Linked DNA regions of Mus musculus: region 1 is linked to region 2. Evidence: chromatin contacts called from public Hi-C data. All regions are on one chromosome and are shown on one strand. The core of a region is the stretch at or near the end of the contact, and the rest is flanking DNA. Distances in the headings are between cores, read along the strand shown.

Region 1 (3,236 bases), core at 80-2,579, 440 kb after region 2:
CCATCCCCTACATTAAAAAGTGGTAAGCAAAGGAGAAGAAGGGATATATAGCAAGTACATGAGGGACCCTAGCCTTTAATAAATTATGCAGTTTTTATTTAGAAGAGATTTCATTGAATTTGTTATATAACTTAAATACTTAATTTTTTATTTTTGGTTTTTCAAGATAGGGTTTCTCTGTGTAGCTCTGTGAATTCCTGGAATTCACTCTGTAGATCAGGCTGGACTCGAACTCAGAAATCTGCCTGCCTCTGCCTCCCAAGTGCTGGGATTAAAGGCAGATGCCACCACCACCCAGTATATAATTTAAATATATCAATACATATGCACATGTGTATATAATATACACCCCTCACAAGTATTTTGTTATTTAAATTTTAATTTTAAATTATATTGTGTCATTTCATTCTTCTTTTGCAAATTTCCTGTTTCACAAACGAAGGAAAAAAAAGACATCAGAGTCGTGACATGAACTCTAATCAGGATTATCAAGGAATTGAGGCCAAAGGTAGGTAGTTCTGAATCCATGCTCTAAGTCCCACTGTAGTTTAACCAGTGCTCAGCAGGGTGCTGTGCTTATATGCCTTCTCCATCACTAGATCAGTGGCTCAGGAGTGTCATTTATAGGAAGACATGAAAAAAGAATGAAAGTAAAATTGTGTGTACATACCCATTTTATATCATTAATTTATGAATAATTTATCAATTTATATCATCAATCAGCTAATCAGTTTGCCCCTCATAGGTAAATGTCCCCCTCAGAGGAAATTTTCATGTCGATTTTCTTCTAATGATTTTGGAAGAGGTGGGGAGAGGAAGCATTATATAGGACTATCAAACTTTGTTCTTTCCAACCTCTTCTAACTTGATGTATTATGTTAGAAGGAAAGGAGGCACCTTTTATTTAACAATAATGTCACCAGCACCTTACATTTGTTGATAGCTCTGAGACACCAAAAAGTCATTTTTATTTTTGAGACCCTGTCTTGAGGATAGTTGAGAAATAACTAATATTCTCTGCACATTCATTCCTTCAGCCCCAACAGGTGTTTCTGAAGGAAATGGTGAACTCACCATTTATCTTTCCTTAGACATGTGAAAAATTTAAGTCTCAGAAAGCCAAAACTTATGGGCAGTCACATATTTAGTCAGGATCAGAATGGTAGTTGACCAATCATATCACTGTTCATGAACCCCAAATTATAACTATATATAAGACACATCTAAAGTCAGCATGCTCACGGATATCCCAGCTCCATGAAGTTGTTCCATATTTGCTTCAAAAACATGATGACTCCCATCTGGAGGCAGAGGTCTATCAGACAGCCACTAGGATGGCACTGAAATAGAACAGGGAGAGCCATAAGGAGCTTGCTCTCCTACACACCAGGCTGGCTCAAACAGCTCCAACTTTAAATTGCAAAGTAAATTGTACATCTGGGTCCCATTTTCTCATGTAAAATTGGAAACAGGTACAATGATATTGGGGGAAGCTTTGAATAACCATGGTGGGATTTGAGTTAGCTTTTAGTGGGCACTGGCTGCCTTTCAGTGTCAAGCATGCTCAGTAATGAATACTAACATGTGTTCTATATCTATAAATAGTACGGCATTAGAAAAAATAATTCTGACACAGTGTTTATGATTGTGTTCCTAGGAAACTCTATTTTCAAATACTTTTATATTTTCTGAAATATTTTCAGACATTTTAACAAGTTCCCATAGGTTCCTTCCCTTCTAGCTCAAAGGGAAAGAATCAGCAGCAGTGCCTTGTAATTAAGTAAGTTCCACTCTCCACTATCATTCCCCTTTCTTCTCAATTGTTGAACAATGCAATCAGCATACTGCGTTGCATATCTTTCATGTCTCACCATTTTCTACTTTTTGGAACAGGTTTTGTTCATTTGTTTGTTTGTTTTTTGTTGTTTTGTAACTTTGAGAGATTTTGAAAATCACTGGAACATTCAGGTCTCCTTTTCTGAGTTTATGTGAAGATTTTCTTCTGTGCTAATTTTTGCTGTTGTTTAGATTTCCATTCAGTTGGCATGAAACACATGCACACACACAGATACACACATGCACACAAACACAGACACACACACATATCTACACACACACACACACACACACACACACACACACACACACACACACACATACACACAAGCACACACAAACTTAATTGAGCCCAACAATCACTATGTGCTGTGGAAGCTCCACTATAAAAGCAATTCAGGTGGAGAATGTAGGTCTGCATTTTTAGAAATGGGATCATGTCCTGCTCATAAGGATGATTATTTCTGTGGCTTTGATCCATACTTTCTATTTCTGTCAAATTGGTACTAGTGGGACTTCAAAAGGAATAAATAATTAAGACAAAAAAGAGCCTGCTTTTCCTGTTCCAGCCCAGTGGCTCAACAACCTGAACCAGAGAGTAGGTGTGCCCATGGCTGTGCTCACTGCACAGCAGGGCCAAGAGTCTATCATCCCAGCACAATTCTTTTTAGCATGAATGCATGACACCCTAAACTCTTTCTCACTTTATACCATAAATGTGCTGTGTGTAGTGTGTGAAACTGAATCACTAAGATACAGGGGACATTGCAGTGAGATTGCTCTTCAATTTTGTAGAGAGAAGTGAGGGCAAATTGACATGCTCAGAGCCTGACAAACGAAGACTCTAGTCTCCTCCCACAATCATCATGTCAAAGATAAATTCTATTTACAAAATACATTAGTTGTTTTGGAGAGTAGTCACGGCATATAAAATATATGACTGAATCATTTCTGTAAAGCATAGGCCAAAATTAAAGGGCAGGTCAATAATGAATATATTAAAATTGAGCCTGGAGGGATTTGTAATTTATAAATCTCTATGTATTCCATAGAGAATAACAAAGAACAATGGTTTTAGTTTGTCAAATTTATATATTTATAGCCTTGAGTTAAAGTGAGTCCTTAAATACTCTAAACTTCATTTGATAACATATACTTAGAATGTATAAATGGGCAAGGATGAATATGTGAAAGACCTAGGCATTTGTGAGGAAAGCAAAATTCAATGTTTTCTCATATTTTCTCCTTTTGTGATAAGAATGTGTTTAGGGAGAATGAAGGGAGGCTTAGAGTCTGTAGTCACTATCGGTATTTTGAAGACGCTAGGGAATATACAGGACTGTCCAACTCCATGATCCTCCTCCATTTTACCTACTTGAGGATTTTTACTCTAAAGTCAG
Region 2 (2,925 bases), core at 354-2,853:
ATGCGCCACCACTGCCCGGCCCTGCCTATCGTCTTAAGGCTTCTCTATGTGTCCCCTTCATGTGGGCTAGTCGACTTCCTCGTCACACGGCAGCCTCAGAACATTTGGTCAGTTTACTTGTCACTGAAGGCCTCAGTGCAGGCCTCCCACTGGGCAAAGCAGGTGGGAACTCCCCCCTTTTCTGACCTAGCTTTGGAATGTAATTGTATAGGAATCTGTTGGTTAAAAGTGAGTCACAGATGACTGCAAGTCACAGGGAGAAGGCACAGACTATCAGTTGGTGGACCGCCATCTAACACTTGAGCAAGAGGGGTAATCTTGTTTTAGTCATCTCTGGGAGAAAAGTTCTGCTGCAAGCTCACCTACGATTCCAAGACATGTGCATTTGTGCTTCTTTGACTCATAAAGTCTGAAAGGCACAGCCTAAAAGTAATCAATTGCTATTTGCCAGCCTTCTGCATCCCCTTCCTCTATTTTCATTTTCTGTTCCTTTCCTATTGGAGACATTTCTCTGCTTCTTTGTCAGGCTTTTGTTCTCTTTTGATTCACAGATGAATTTTGGCATAGGCCTTTAAGCTCAGCACCTGGGAGGCAGAGGCAAGTGGATCCCTATGAGTTCTAGGCCAGCCTGGTCTACATATCACGTTCTAGGCTAGCCAGTGCTATGTAGTGAAAGCCTGTCTCAAAACAAAATGCTCAAAAAAATGCTGTTTGCATTTGATATGATTTAAACATTCCAAGTAAAGAGAGAATAAGATGGAAGAAAAGAGTGAACATCTGACAGCACAAGGACAAATGGACAAAGATGGGACAAACAGCCAGGGGTACTAAGTGTGGGAGAGTGCACAGGAAACAGTGGAGAATGTTTAAGTAGAGATATGAGGAACGAGAATGGGGAGCTTCACTAGCGTAAGAGCTGCCACAGTACTGGGGATGTAGGGATGGGACGGACTTAGGAATATCCTTAAACCACTGAGAGCACATGTAAGGGGGGTGGTGGCCACAGCACTTGCCAGACCTGCAGTGGATCATGTGACCAAAAGGACTCCTGCCAGACACATGCTGAAATCCTTCTGGTTCTTCAACACTTGCTCAAAGCTACACGCTGGTATAAGCAAGCAGGACTCTGGCAACTAGTGTCTCTCATTCAGGACTGTAAATTATGCGCACTAGACTTGATCTGTAGCCTTTTGTCCACACTCTTGTCTCTGGTCCTGTGAGCTTCTATGCTGTTTCCTTTTCCTGCTAGTATTTATTCATTTCCTGTTTTTCTTATGCCCGTATCCATTTTCCACCGCTGTCTGTATTTTACCACTGAGCTTTCTCTATGTACACACACACAGACACAGACATACACAGACACACACAGACACACACACAGTCTCACACACACACACACACACACACACAGACACACACACACGGACACACACGGACACACACGGACACACACACACAAGGATACACGGGCACACATGGACACACACCTCTCACAGAGAGAAAAAGAGAGAGCACCAGCAGGCTTTGTTCTTTAGGCTCTTACTATCTGAGTTTGTGTAAGGAAGCAGAGCTTAATAAAGACTGTGGGCTAATATTCTATCTCAGCCACTAGATGGCGTCCCTGACTAAAGAAGACACTGAGAGGCTCGTTTTCTTCAGTCAGTTGTTTCCTCTGCCAGAGCAAACATCAATCGCACTCCAGGCAAACTCCACCCCAGTCTATGCCAAAACCTCTGTAAACTTTGCTGGGGACACGTAGCTTCAGTATTTTCCATTTTCTTACCAAGGGACTACCTCCACTGCCTTCACAATGAATTTTCCCCCCTAGTACATGGTCCTGCTTAATGCCAGAATGGTTTGTTTCCTCATTATCTTCCATTTCTCCAGCTTTAGGTATTGTCTATTCTTTGAAGAGTTGTTTGCTCCTTGATAGGATTTTTTTTGTTGTTGCAATAATTCATGATAAACTATAAACAAGTGCTTTTGAAATGCCATAAATTTAATGCTATGGTTTATAATTTAGAATATGTCGCTGTCTTAATAATTTATCATAGACAACTATGAATAAAACATGCAAGGGAATCTTGCAAATCCTTGTGATGCTGGTGATATGGGATTTTGAACATAAGCAGGCAGTCTTAAACTTCCTTCTTGGAGGTGGAGTTGTTCCTCTGGCTAATATTTATATACTAGATCAGGTAGTCCATTTATTCTGAAGATTGCTGGATGCCAGTGTCCACTTACTATGCAACTAAAAGACCATTTATTAAGCATAATGTAGATCAATTTAATGAACTATAAACTTACACATATTTATTTGTATCTAGTTCAGCCTCACTCTGGAGACACATAGGCTGACTAACCATTTGCAGGTTTTGCTTGTCTCGTTTATTTTTGTTTGTACAAAAGCAATAGATTTGCATTTGACAATGAATGACTTGTTTTCCAGCTCAGCTCCATGGAACATTGAGCCAGCCAGCTTATGTTAGCCTTGGGGAAGCCAGACACTGAAACAGCCTCTGCTGTTCTGCTCTTTAGACAGGCGAAGGTCACGGGGGCTGAAGGAAAATAAGTGAGTTTTCTCCACACTCTCCTAAGCACAAGGGTATGGTTCCTGCCAGTGATGTTTAGTCTCCCTTTGTCTCTGCACCTCTTGCATCTGAAACAGAGGGATAGAGAACAGTCTGCCTGCCATCTTAGCCATATGCTGTTGTATACCCCAAAACACACTCTTACCTCAAAGGGTAGGAGAGTTTCATCTAGAGCCAAATAGAAGTGGACACGGGCCAGAAATGCAGATGTAATTTACTTCTAATTCCATATGACAACAGTTTTGTGAAGTTTCGTAGTTAACACAGTAACAACATAAAATAAGGCACATTTTAAATGCATTGACAGAAACACCAGGTGGCTGGTTACAGTAAA

The links. Hi-C and Micro-C count contacts between places; a contact is called where the count stands out from the background.
Region 1: a Hi-C map of cortical neurons shows a contact between it and region 2, with 4 times the contacts expected there. The contact joins two enhancer-like sites. A contact is called at or near these places in 3 of 39 promoter capture datasets (cranial neural crest, frontonasal cranial neural crest and hippocampal neurons) and 7 of 484 Hi-C or Micro-C datasets (the G1E-ER4 cell line, cerebral cortex, cortical neurons and 3 more).

The regions. Positions count from the first base shown.
Region 1 is chr2:110,669,877-110,673,112 of GRCm38.p6, forward strand. Ano3 (anoctamin 3) reads right to left here. Exons shown (of 27, transcript NM_001128103.2): 21 at 1,243-1,340. Among named protein-coding and RNA genes, the nearest start is that of Gm52522, 25 kb to the left of the region's middle. Within about 2 kb of position 1,330, at least 6 of the 459 cell types and tissues checked have an H3K27ac peak or open chromatin away from gene starts, as enhancers often do.
Region 2 is chr2:110,228,263-110,231,187 of GRCm38.p6, forward strand. No RefSeq gene overlaps it. Among named protein-coding and RNA genes, the nearest start is that of Gm22997, 12 kb to the left of the region's middle. Within about 2 kb of position 1,604, at least 28 of the 459 cell types and tissues checked have an H3K27ac peak or open chromatin away from gene starts, as enhancers often do.